Linked DNA regions of Cricetulus griseus: region 2 is linked to region 1. A link is a contact called in public Hi-C data. All regions are on one chromosome and are shown on one strand. Each heading gives the region's core, a stretch centred on a gene start, on an enhancer-like site or on the middle of the called end of the contact. The rest is flanking DNA. Distances are from core to core; before and after follow the strand shown.

The links. A called contact is a pair of places that touch in the nucleus more often than the background predicts.
Region 2: a contact with region 1 is called in a Hi-C map of fibroblasts, with 5 times the contacts expected there. The contact joins the enhancer-like site here to the promoter of Sbf2 in region 1. A contact is called at or near these places in 6 of 8 Hi-C or Micro-C datasets (the CHK-Q cell line, the CHL-YN cell line, the CHO-K1 cell line and 2 more).

What each region holds. Positions count from the first base shown.
Region 1 is chr3:90,067,387-90,074,089 of CriGri-PICRH-1.0, reverse strand. It overlaps Sbf2 (myotubularin-related protein 13), which reads right to left and starts at 3,262. Exons shown (of 39, transcript XM_027410075.2): 1 at 3,065-3,262. The coding sequence starts at 3,119.
Region 2 is chr3:90,419,821-90,426,523 of CriGri-PICRH-1.0, reverse strand. No RefSeq gene overlaps it. Among named protein-coding and RNA genes, the nearest start is that of Swap70, 66 kb to the left of the region's middle. Within about 2 kb of position 2,568, at least 2 of the 6 cell types and tissues checked have open chromatin away from gene starts, as enhancers often do. A contact at or near this core is called in fibroblasts, where this site is marked.

The DNA of each region.
Region 1 (6,703 bases), core at 2,013-4,512:
CACTGCATGACACACTGCAGCTTTTATTGACACTAAGACAAATGGAGAGGTGTTGGAGAGGCAGGAAAGATGAAGGATTGAAGTGGAGGGGGTCTGTTTGTTTTGTTTTTAATTAATATTTTTAATTTTCTTTTGGGAGGAATGTTATGGGGTGAGGGGTGCAAAACACCAATGCACATAAAATAAAATAAAAAAATAATTTAAAAGAATTACTAAGAAATGACATGACAGTTTGGAGTAGACAGAAGAATCTCTAAATAGAGCCCAATGCCTTCGGGCTTCGTGTGTGTGTGTGTGTGTGTGTGTGTGTGTGTGTGTGTGTGTGTGTATGACAGGGGGTGGGGCACGCATATTAGGGCACACCTATTAAAAACTGGGAAATGAGCGGGCTTGGGGTGCATGATATGAAATTCTCAAAGAATTAATTTAAAAATATGTTTAAGAAAAGAAAAGCCTGGCAGACACTGATTACAAGTAATCAAAGTGAAAGTATGTACAATCTGAAAAGACACAATGACCACACTGTTGTGATACACTTGCCCAAGTGTATGCATCCAACTATGAGAGGACAGAGGTTTCAAGCTGAGGGACATTCTACAAAAATAATTGACCTATAATCTTCAAAAGTGACAAGATCAAGAAAAAGATGAGGAGGGGCTGGAGAGATGGCTCAGAGGTTAAGAGCACTGACTGCTTTTCCAGAGGTCCTGAGTTCAATTCCCAGTAACCACAGGGTGGCTCACAACCATCCGTTATGAGATCTGGTGCCCTCTTCTAGTGTGCAGATATACATGGAAGCAGAATGTTGTATACATAATAAATAAAATATTTTAAAAAAAGAAAAGAAAAAGATGAGGAAACTGTTCCATGCTGAAAGGGGGAGACTAAAGAGATAATGAAACAACAAACACTTAACTGTACTGACTCCTTTTGCCAGTTATGTTATTAACAGCATAAGGACACAAAACCCAAAGCTAAGTGAAATACTGAGTCAATGTGAATGTCCTATTTTGATAACTGCACTGTCATTATATAGGACAATGTTCTTGTTTGTATAAAATTCACATTAAACCATTCTGAGTGACAGGGCATAATATCAGCATGTTCCTCATAAAACACCAACTACTGTGTACCATACTTGCTATTTTTTTTCAAACTTGTTACTGTTTCAAAACTGGGGGGGGGGTCACTAGGTGTAGGCTTTAATCCCAGCACTGTGGAGGGAGAGGCAGGTGGATCCCTGTGAGTACAAAGTTAGCTGGTCTACATAGGGAGTTCCCAGAGAGTCAGAGCTCTGTAAAAAGACCCTGTCTCAAAAAACAGATAGACAGACAGGCAGATAAATTATTGTGGGAGAAACAGCAATGTACTAAAAACTGAACAAAGTTAAAAACAAAACTGATTCTCCACACTGTCAGTCTGGATAATACAGACTATGTCATCTTGCAGGAGACTGAAAATTACCAAGAAATAGGGGGCTAGAGAGATGGCTCGGGGGCTAAGAGCACTGGCTGCTCTTCCAGAGGACCTGGGTTCAATTCCCAGCACCCACATGGCAACTCACAGCTGTCTATAACTCCAGTTCCAGGGGACCTGACACCCTCACACAGAGATACATGCAGGCAAAACACCAATGCACATAAAATAAAATAAAAAAATAATTTAAAAGAATTACTAAGAAATGACATGACAGTTTGGAGTAGACAGAAGAATCTCTAAATAGAGCCCAATGCCTTCGGGCTTCGTGTGTGTGTGTGTGTGTGTGTGTGTGTGTGTGTGTGTGTGTGTGTATGACAGGGGGTGGGGCACGCATATTAGGGCACACCTATGAAAGTCAGAAGACAACTCTGCGCAATCAGTTCTTGCCTTCCACCTTTTCATGAATTCATGACTTCAGAGATCGAACTCAGGTCTCCAGGCTCACCCAGTAAAAGCCTTTATCTCACCTACCAGGCAAGCAGTTCTAGTAAGTGACCTCAATCAGGGAGTAGTGAGAAACAAAAGAACTGAAGGATCCCTTCTCTAAAATAAATTCTTAGGGATGAATAAGAGGTGGGTAGAACAATGGTACACTGGTGCTGTGAGGACTAACCATGGACAAAGCACAAACTAAGCGCCTCCTGAGACAAGGAAGAGGCTGGAGAGCTGGTATCTAAACTTCCTTCCAAGTTTGAGACTGGAATTACCCTGAAAGAAAAGAGCTTCCCCAGCTTAACTCGTTAGTATATCCCGCTTATCTATATATACAGCAACAAAGAGATACAAACACAAAACTAAACGTGCGTGAACCCTGTATATTCCTGGTTGTGCAAGTCCATCAAATTATAAAAAGCAATGCATCCGCCAAATTGTTCCTGGTGAAGATTTCTCTGACGAATTAAAGAGGACAATCAAAACACAGGAAAGCTAAGTGACAGCACCTGCAGTGGTTGGCTGGCTATCTTTACTTAAGGGAATCATTTCGTTCTGGAATGCCGGCACATACGTCCTGAAAGAATTTCCTAGAAATATTTCCAAGTGCACGGATCCTTTGGCCTCTCCAAGTACCCGGCGTTCGGCCAGGATGTCCAAGGCCCCCCCAGAGGGCAGGCGGGAGGCAGCGCTGAACTCTCTGGACTTCCTCTCCGGGAGGACTGCCCCCAGCGTCACTCTTATTCAGGATGCAGGGCACAAGTGTATTCCTAGGAACTTTGCACAGTGTGCTCCCTCCCTCCCGACCCCGCCGGCACGAGGGCGCGGTCCCGGGTGCCAACAGCCTCCACCGAAGAGCGTGGCGGCGCGCGGGCAGGCTCTCCACCGGCCCAGCCCCCCAGTGCCCGGCCGCACCGCGGTGGCCTAGCCCTGCGACCGCCGTCCCGCGGTTCCCTCACACACGCCCACCGCCAGCCAGGCTCGACCGCGCAGCGAAGGCCCCACACCAGTCGACCCTCCGCTCCTTCACCGCGGGACCCGGCCCTCCCGCCTCCCCGCCTCCCGACCACGACGCCCGGCCCCACCGAGCCCACTGGACGGCTGCCGGGGGCGGAGGCGAAGCCCGGGGGCGGCGCCCGCCCCACACCCTTACCTGGCTTCTCGTGGTCGTAGCCTACCACAATGAAGTAGTCGGCTAGCCGAGCCATGACCGCCGCCGCCGCGCCCGGGAAGCGGGTTCCCGTCGCCGCCCTCGCCGCCGCCGCCCACCAGGCCCGGGCGAGCTCAGCATTTTCCCTTCGGCGGCTGTAGCGGTAGCAGCAGCGCTTCAGCCATGTTTGACAACCGAGGCGCGCACTGCGCCTGCGCCGCGCCTCGTGCCCGCCCCTCCCCCGCCCCACCCGAGAGGGCTCGGCGACCCGGTTCCCGGCGTTCGCGAGCCCACGCGGCGCTCCGAGGCCTCTCGGACCCGCGGCTCGGGAAGTGGGCTGTCGGGCGGGGCCTAGCCACGCGCCGCCACCGAGACCGCGCGCTTAGAGCCGGGCTGCTGCCTCAACACCCCCTTCCTCTTATTTATTTTCTTGGAGCTGGGGTCCTTCCTTCCGCCTTCTCTCTCCCTTTTGCAGTTGGGGGAAAGCGAATGGAGGGGCGCGGGGTCACTTGCAAAGTTTGCTCATTTTTTACTGCTTGTTACCACCGGCAGCACGGAGGAGATTCTCCCGCCCTCGCTGGAAGCTTGGAATTTGCACCGCCAAGGCTTTTTGCTGCACGTTTCCTGTTTATGTTGTGCAGATGGGAATTTTAGAAACATGCCACCGAGCAGGCGGGGGAGGAAAAGACTTGCGCAATCCTCAGAGGCGCCTATGGTTTCAGGGCTGCCTGGGCCGGGAATGGCCAGTTTGGGCTTTCCTCAGAGCGCCCGAGGGAGTTGTATTCCACCTAGGAACAGGGCATCCCCGGGATCCTCCTTAAAATGGGCCGGTCTCTCCCGGGGAGCTCCGCCCGCTTGACTTTTCACTGCCTTGGCGGCGGGTCTCAGGGTTCTAGTAGCTGAAACAGGTGTTACCTTCCAATTTGCTCTACTGCAAACACTCAAAAGAATGAGTTCATGGAGCTCTGAGTCCAGTCTAGACAATATCCACGTCGATTGAGTTTTTTAAAAATACCCCCCAGTGATGTTTTCGATTTTGGCTGGCACAACAATTGGATGAGTTTACTTTATCACTTTTTAATGATCATGAAATTTTAGTAGTAGAATATGTGTGCTAATTAAGGCTGAAGTTTTCGGAACCTGGGGTTTAGAAATGATCTTTGTGAGAACATCACTCACCGAGGGTTTGATCCTTAACATATTGAACATAGTAAGTGCTAACGTGCTTAGTCTGCAGTAGACTAGCAGAAAGCTAGTGTCTGGAGCTGTGAACTCAAGTTCAAAGGGTCATCATCTCAGCTGCTCTGATTGATTCGTTCCCTTTTCTGGGCCAGCATCCATCCCCCTTCCCGCTTCCATGCTGGGAATTTAGGGCCTCATACATTCTAGGCAATCCTTGTACCATTAAACTATATTCCCAGGGAAAGGCCACACTTTTTCAGCACATGCCTGAGATGGTTGGGCTATGCTAGAAGAATTGAAACTGAAGGGATACTTTAACTCAGGACCTCCTTTGTAAACTGCTACTTGTCAGCCTGCATAACTACAGTGATGAAAAGTAGGTTGGTTTTCAAAATAAAGCAAACAAAACCACCCACCACACCTCGCTGAGAAAATTTCCCAGTAACTTCCCTGGGAGCTCTTCCTCCACTTTTTCAGTAAAGAGTACTCTCAGTTCCTCTAGAGACAGCCCATTCCACTGGTGAACAGCCAAGTTCAAAGTCCTTCCATAGCTGGGCTTTGGTGGCAAACGCCTTTAATCCTAGCACTTGGGAGGCAGAGGCAGGCGGATCTCTCTGAATTCGAGGCCAGCTTGGTCTACAAAGTGAGTTCCAGGACAGGCTCCAAAGCAATACAGAGAAACCCTGTCTCAAACAAAAAAGAAAAAAAAAGTCCTTCCTTACTATGTAAGAGTTGTAACAAAACCCTCTCTGAAACTACCGGGTAGGGGAAAGACACCACGGACTCTGTCTTAGTACGATTTTGAAAACGATTATTGTGGGGGATTTTCTGAAATTTTACCTTTTTGAAATTTGGGATAAGGTACTGGGGAGATGGTTCAGCAGCTGAGAGCCCTATGCTGCTCTTCCAGTGGACCAGATTTGATTCCCAGTATCCATATGACAGTTCACAACTAGTTAGTTGCATGGGATCCAACACCCTCCCCTGGCCTCCTCCAGCAACAGGCACACATGTGGCACAAGAACATGCAAACATCCATACACATGAAATAAAAATAGTTTTTGGTTTTGTTGCTGCTGCTGTTTGGGTTTTGTTTGTTTGTTTTTTGGTTTGGTTTGGTTTGGGTTTTTTGGTTTTTCGAGACAGGGTTTCTCTGTAGCTTTGGAGCCTATTCTGGAACTCGATCTGTAGAGCAGACTGGCCTTGAACCCACAGGGATCCACCTGTCTCTGCCTCCCAAGTGCTGGGATTAAAGGTGTGCACCACAACCACCTGGCTGAAATAAAAATCTTTTTTATAATTGGGATAAAACTTATCTGGAGAGATGCTCAGGGGTTAAGAGCACAGGCTGTTCTTCCAGAGGACCTAAGTTCAATTCCCAGCAACCACATGGTGGCTCAAAGCCATCTGTAATGAGATCTGGCTCCCATTTCTGGCCCGCAGGCAGAATACGGTAAATAAATAAGTGAATCTTAAAAAAAAAAAAAAAAAAGACTTATCAGCTGAGCAGTGGTGGCACATGCCTTTAATCCCAGAACTCGGGAGGCAGAGGCAGGCGGATATCTATGAGTTCGAGACCAGCCTGGTCTACAAGATCTAGTTCCAGGACCACCTCCAAAGCCGAAGAGAAACCCTGCCTCGAAAAACAAAAAACAACAAAAAAACTTATACATAAAGTGAAATATACACTTCAGTGGCATTTAATATATTTCACTGTTGGACAATGACAACATCTGTCTAGTTTCAAAACATTTTCTTCACCCCAAATTCATTAAGTAGACATTTACATTTTCCTTTCTAGGCCCTGGCAATAACCAGCTTGCTTTCTGACTCTTTGGGTTTGCCTATGGTGGATATTTCATATAAGTGTAAAGTATGTGAGTTTTTGTGTTTGATAATCTTGTTTGGTATACTGTTTTCCAGTTTTATTCCCGCTGTAGCACCAGCACTTCTTTGTATTATATTGGAGTATCAGTATTTCATTCTGCATTACTATCCAATAACACGCCACTGTATTATGGACTGTGCTTTGCTTATCCGCTAGTGGGTTGGGGCATTGTTTCTACTTTATGGGTAGCAGCACCATGACAATACATAGCATGTATATGAGTATCGATTTGCAATTCTTTTGGTATATCCTTTGGAGTAGCACCATTGGACCGTACTGAATTACATATGGTAATTCTCTGTTTAATTTTGAGGACCCACCAACTGTTTTCCACAATGATTGAATGATTTTACCTACCAGTACTGAACAAGGATTTTTGTTATTTTGCTCAGCTAAGGGGCAATGAAACACAAACCACAAAACTCAATAGAACCCACCTGGAATTTATTGGGGAAAGGGAACAAAGGGAGGGGTAGTTGTTGGCCAACTGGGGGGGGGGAGGAAGAAGGGGGAAGAAAGGGGGATAAGGGGCAAACAGGTGGGAGGTGCTCACTTAAAAGGGAAAGCTTGCA
Region 2 (6,703 bases), core at 1,319-3,818, 350 kb before region 1:
TGGACTGAATTGAATGGTGACGTCCTCAGGTGATTGTGGCAGGCTTCACTCAGTTCAGTGTTAGATTGGCTAGTGGGCAATTAAGCCAAAACTCATCTGTAACCAAGCAGAGCTTCCCCCTGCCTCCCAGGCCCTAAGGGGAACTCCTTAGGTTGCTGGGGACAGTTCCAGCTCACAGTGTCATTTAAAAGGGTTAGACTCAGGCTGTGTGTTCTTAGAACAGCACTGCACAGATGATGTCGCCAGCAGGCCACCCCTGGAGCACAGGATGGCCATCTGCCCCTTAAAGGCTGGTGGGGACACTCCCCACTCCCCCCACCCTGCATGCTGTCAGGGCACATGTTTTGAGCAGTCATGTGGAGAGGGGCTTTCCAGCAGAGCTAGGCCAGGCCATGTGGGGATTTCTGGCAGGTGGCTGTAGTAGGTTGCTCATGCAAGGCTTCTGGAGAATTAGGGAAATATCTTAGGTGCTTTTTATGGCCCCATAGTCAGGTGTTCAACTTCTCAGCTGTCCAAGAGGAATGAACCAAAGAGCCCCAGAATGAGGCCCAGAAATACACAGTTCCTGTCATCTCATAGCTTACCTCCCAGACCCCAGCAAGGGGCTGTTGAGAGGATCTCAAGGGGCTGGCATTGTCACCACCCAGCAAGTCCCCAAGGACCCACACCTCTGCTCCTGCACCTGTGATTGCTTGGGTGGCCACTGAAGTTTTGTGCCATGGTAAGAGATGCCCTGTCTTCTAGGAGTTAACCTGCCGCTCTGAATGCCATCTCTGCTATTCCTTCAGCAGCCATGCCAAGTGGAGAAGTCTCTACAGGTGAGCCCAGAGCTCCACACCAGGCAACTTCCCCAGCACACTGTATAAATGCCAGTCCTCAAACATGTCCCGGATGTTGCCCTCTTGGGCTCCATCAGAGCTTGGGTAGATTGGTGCTGGTCTACACTTTAGCTCTGGCTGTGGGAACAGCAGCTACCCCTTCCTGCCTGGAAGGTTGGGGATACATTTTCCCTTCTTACTAAAGAAAGCCAATCCCACCATCTAGTTTCCATTTCTCCCAAGAAGTCTTCATGCAATCGGATACTAGAAGGTAAAAACTCCCTGAATGCCTTAGAGGGGACTTCCCAGATTCCTTGATGGGCAGGCTCATTTGAACCCTGTCTTCTAACAAACAACTTCTGTAGCTTTCTACTGTTACAAGATGATGTGAAACCCAAGGTGGGGAAAAGAGAAAAGCACTTGTGATGTCACCTTCTGGGACAGTCAGCAAGGCCCTTTGGATCTGGGACCTCAGTGCTGCTATGCACTTCTGCTAGGTGACCACTAGGTGGCAGCCATGTACCATGCCCGAGGGTTAAGACTGGTGCTGATGATGCTTGGTTATCTCAGGGTCCTGTCAGTGGGGACTGCCTCAACTCTGAGCACTGCTGGGAGCCAGACCCCACCTAATTTCATCATATCTTCCAAACCCAAAGGGCTGGCATGGTTTACCCATTTTACAGATGTGAAAAGTTAGGCTTAGGAAGTCAGTCACCCCAGGGAGCCACAGGCTCTGAGACCAGAGAAACCAAATGAGGGGACCCCAATGCCAGAGCTTCCCCCCACATCCATGGTGCAGGCAGGCTTAAGGTATGGTATGGGGTCATTTGGCCTCCCTGTCCCTGAGGCTTTTAGCATTTCTCCTGTTAGCTGAGGAGGCCCTCCATTGCATCCTTGGTCCAGAAACCACAGCTTAGTGCCTGGCCCTACTTTACAGTGCCTTCTGGGAACAAGCCAGCAAGCTTGGAGTTTTGGCTGGAGGCGCCTTGGGGATGGGGGAGGGTCAGCAGCCAGAGAGAAGGGGCCTGTTTCCTGACTCCCTGACCCCAGCTGTCTCTGCAGAGGCCCAAAACCCAGCAAGGTCATCTAGGGCGAAATTCCAGCCTGAGCCCCCTGAGCAATGACTTCAGTTTTCTTGATAAGGCTGAGAAAGGGACACCGAGTGTCCACCCCACACCCCCTCTCTGTCAGCACCTCGGCTCTAGTGAGGCCTCTGTGGTAGACAGCCTGACGGGGAGAAGAGACAAAGATAGACTGGGGACAGATAAGGACAGAGACAGCCAGGGACGACAGATGGAGCATCGAGGTGAAGATGGGACAGCCGCCTGTGGGGAGCCCCAGGGATCAGCGCTGGTCCCTGCTCAGCATGCTAAGGGCTGGTTGATTGTGTTGGCTGCAGCAGAGGGATTTTGGGGTATGGCAGGAACACAGGCTGTGCTGCCAGTTTGAAGGACACAACCCAGTGTGTGTGACTCTGAGCCTGGTGCCCCCATGTGTGCTCATGGGGTCAGGAGAGCGTTATCTTGGAGGCTCCAGGAGGCACCAGCAGAAAGGTTGAGGGAGTCAAGGTCTGGGCACCGAGGCCACTGCTGTTGGGTCAGAATTACTACAGTTCTCTGGCTTCCTGAGGTCACCCGACCTCACAGTATTCCAGGCACTCTGTGAGAGAATATTTACACCCAACACTGTCTATTTGGCTTGGCAAGTTGCTGGAAGCTGAAAAGGCACAGCTGGCCTGTGGGCTCCTGGGTCACCATGTGCAGTTGAGTCACAACCCCAGGGAACAAGAGCCTGTTCTCAGGGCTGCACCCATAGACATATCCACACAGGTACCCAGATGCCCTCTGCAGCTGAGTCATTATCATTCCCTGGGGAGCACGTGCCGGCCCGCATGTGTACACAGGTACATACAGACAGGGTGCACCTGACTGTGAGTCACCACTGCCAGCCAACTCAGAGGAAGGGCACCAAGAGTGTGTGCTGCCACCCCTGTTTAGATGCAAATACCCACATGGCCACATACGGAAGAATGCTCAAGATACAGCCCAATGTACCGGTTGCTTCATACTAGGGGCCAATAAACCTTTGTTGAATGAGCAAGAGAGCAGGATGAATGGATACAAATGAAGAGATGGGTGTCAACCCCTCTGCTTGATCAAATTGGTCAGGGCAGCTCCTCTGGGTGGGTCCCAAGCTCTGTGTCTGCAGGGAGTTGTCTTACTCCAAATATAGCCTCCATGGGTGGGCAGGGAGCCAGTGCCGCTTCCCAGGCGGTGACTTCACTGGGCCCCAGTCCCAGCCTCTGCGGGCTTGGAGAAAATGAACAGAGGCCCAGCTCCCCATAGCCAGGCTTGACCTGCGGGCTGGACCCTGCCAATGCCACTTGTTTGGCGTCTGGAACTGTGGGTCAAGGGTGGAGAGGTGCACACTAACTAGAAGACTGCTTCTGGCTGGCACTCCCTGGGGGAGGCAGGGGCCTGCCTGCGATTGCATAACACAGGCCCCCTGCTGAGCTGTCCATCATCTGGCAGGGACAGCCCTCTGGCCTGGGCTTGCTCCCAGGGCCACTCCTTTGTTTCTGGAATCTTTTCTTCTTTATTATTTCTTTTATTTTTGAGATTATAATGTAATTACATCATTTCCCCCTTCCTGTTCCTCCCTGCGAACCCTCCCATATATCCCTCTTGCTCTCTTTCAAATTTATGGCTTCTCCTCCCCATTAGTTGTTGTTACACACATATATATGCATGTGTGTGTACATATATATTCCTAAATATAACTTCTCAGTCTGTGTTACTTGTACGTATGTTCTCAAGGCTGACCATTCGGTATTGGATAGTCAGTTGGTGTGCTCTGCCTTGGGGAAGACAGTTTCTCTCACTCTCAGAATTTCTTAGTTGCCTGTGGTTCTTTGTCTGTGAGACTTTATGGGTGTAGCTTCCGATCTCCCAAGGAGACCCAGTCTCATAGCACACTCCCTGACAGCCCTCCTGGAACAGGAGCATGTTCCTGTGGGCATGTTCCGAAGATGTATCCATTGGGACTGGGTAGAATCCCCGTTTTCCCTAAGCACAGCTGCAGGGCATCTCTAAAATAAAGATCTGCTTTTTTGTTGAAGCTCTGTGGCTTCTCTGTGGTTAGCAGGCAGCCAGCCTCCTCCCCTGGTGCTCCAGCCACCCTTTTGGGTCCACTCCATCTGGGTGTTCTGAAAGGCTGGTACACTTGTAGTGTGCTGGCTAGTTTTATGTCAGTTGACACTAGGTAGTTATCTGAGAAAATGCCTCCATAAGGCCAGGCTGTAGGCAAGCCTGTAGGTAATTTTCTTAATTAGTGATCAATGGGGGAGGGCCCAGCCCAGTCTAGATAAGGCCACCTGTGTGGGCTGGTGGTCCCAGGTTCTATAAAAAAGCAGGCTGAACAAGCCATTGGGAGCAAGCCAGGAAGCAGCACCTTCCGTGGCCTCTGATCAGCTCCTCCCTCCAGGTTTGTGCCCTTTTTTTGCTCTACCTGCCTTCTGGGATGAACAGTGATGGAAGTGTGAACTAAATAAATCCTTTTCTCCTCAAGGTGCTATGGCCATGATGTTTCATCACAGCAATAATAACCCTAACACAGAAATTGGTACTGGGATTAGGGGGTACTGCTGTGACAACCTGACTGTGTGTTTTTGGAGGATTGTGGAAGGACTTTGGAACTTTGGGCTAGAAAAGCCATTGAGTGTTCAAAGCTTGTTGAGCTGTTCTTTGGGAGCTTAGAAGATGAGAATGTCAAGAGAAATGCAGATGCTGCAGGCCTGGCTTATCAATAAAGTTCCGGAGGGAAGTTTGAGAGTCCCATATATTAGGGCCATTATAAATTTTTAAATAACACTGTGAGCTGAGTGTGGTGGCGCACGCCTTTAATCCCAGCACTTGGAGACAGAGGTAGGTGGATCTCTTGAGTTCAAGGCCAGCCTGGTCTACAGAGTGAGTTCCAGGACAGTCAGGGCTACACAGAGAAACCCTGTCTTGAAAAGCCCAAAAAAGAAAGAAGAATCTGCAGTTCTGGTCAGCTGAGTTAAAGACTAGGCTGTGATTAGCGAGAGAGCAGAACCATTAAAGTAAAACCTTTGTGTTACAGGGATAATGCTGGAGCTGAGAAATTAGCGGAGATTAAGAAGAGAGCAGCATTGTTGAGGCGAAATCTTCTGAGAAGTGTTTCCTCAGGGCCAACCCACGGAGCTGTGTTCCAGAGGCAGCCAAGGTTATACCCAGTGCTGGTACCTGGGCTTGGTCTCCCAGGTGGTTCTGGTTTTGAAGGCGTGAAGGGGTCAGGGAGAGCAGCTGAGGTTTGGCACTGTGGGAGGCCAGGAGAGGCAAGGGATCAGTTGTTCTGGCTAGTTTATGTCCTCTTGATACAAGCTAGAGTCATCTGAGAGGAGGGACCCTCAACTGAGAAAGTGTGTCCATAAGATTAGGCTGTGGGCAAGCCTGTAGGGCATTTTCTTAATTAGTGATTGAAGGGGGAGGGCCCAGTCCACTGTGGGTGGTGCCGTCCCTGGGTTGGTGGTTCTGGGTTCCATAAGAAAGGCTGAGCCGGGCGCTGGTGGTGCACACCTTTAATCCCAGCACTCAGGAGGCAGAGGCAGGCAGATCTCTGTGAGTTCGTCGTCAGCCTGGTCTCCAGAGGGAGTGCCAGGACAGGCTCCAAAGCTACACAGAGAAACCCTGTCTTGAAACCCCCGCCCCCCCCCCCCAAGAAAAAAAGCTGAGCAAGCCAGTAAGCAGCACCCTTCATGGACTCTGCCTCAGCTCCTGCCTCCAGGATCCTGCCCTACCTGCTTTCAGTGATAAAACTGTGATGTGGAAGTGTGAGAGAAACAAACCTTTTCTTGGTCATGTGTTTCAGCACAGCTGTAGTACCCTTGACAAGACAGCTGGGTGGAGAGTTCCGTACATGGATGGCTGACGGGCCGGCTCATATGGGACTAGTGGACTGTGGATGTTAAAAAGAGGATTGGGTGTATGCTGAAGGGAGAGCAGAAGGATGGAGAGATGAATAGGCAGATAGGCAGGAGGAAGCCATTTAAGTCGACTGCTTTCAGTGCAGGGATTGAAGGACCAGACAGGAAAGGGCATGTCTGGGAACACAGGGACTAGACTGCCAACAGCATGCAGACCTTGTGGTGATGAGGACAAGGGAGGCCAGGAGCTTTGAGGCCCTCAGGCTTCCCTGTGGACCCCTCCCTTAGTGACCTGCCCAGCTGTCCTGTGGCATAGCAGTCGCCCTCGCAGCCCCTCTTGCTCATTCCTCCCTTAGGTTTACACCCAGTGCTGTTTGCACCTATACGAGGCTCACCCCCACTTTCTTTAAATGAGGTTTCATGTAGCCCAGGCTGGCCTGAAGTTGGCTAAGTAGCTGAGGTTGGCCTCTAACTCTTAACCCTTCTGTCCCTACCTAGTAAGTCTGGAATTGGCACCAGGCTCTGCCAGGCCACAAGGTTTCTATATTCTGAAAAGTGTTTTTGTTTTGATTGACTGGTCATATATAATTTAATCTACTATAGATGTCCCTGCCCACAATGCATCTAATTATAATCATATGCAACTCCCCAATTGTGTATGAGATGGTAAATGGGGGATTTTCCCTGAAAGGTCACTGAGGACATGATTCTGTCTCAATTCCTATGCATCCTGGGTCAGCCTCTCCTGGACTGGGCTGATGTCTGAATAGAAACTGTCCAAGTTGATTTCACTCTGTAGACCAGGCTGGCCTCAAACTTAAGATCTGCCTGTCTTTGCCTTCCTAGTGTGGGGATTAAAGGCATGTCCTGCCACCACTCAGTTTGAAACTAAAAGTTTTATGTCTTGGGGGTCGGGGGTTGAGACACTTGTCAGGGGTGGGGT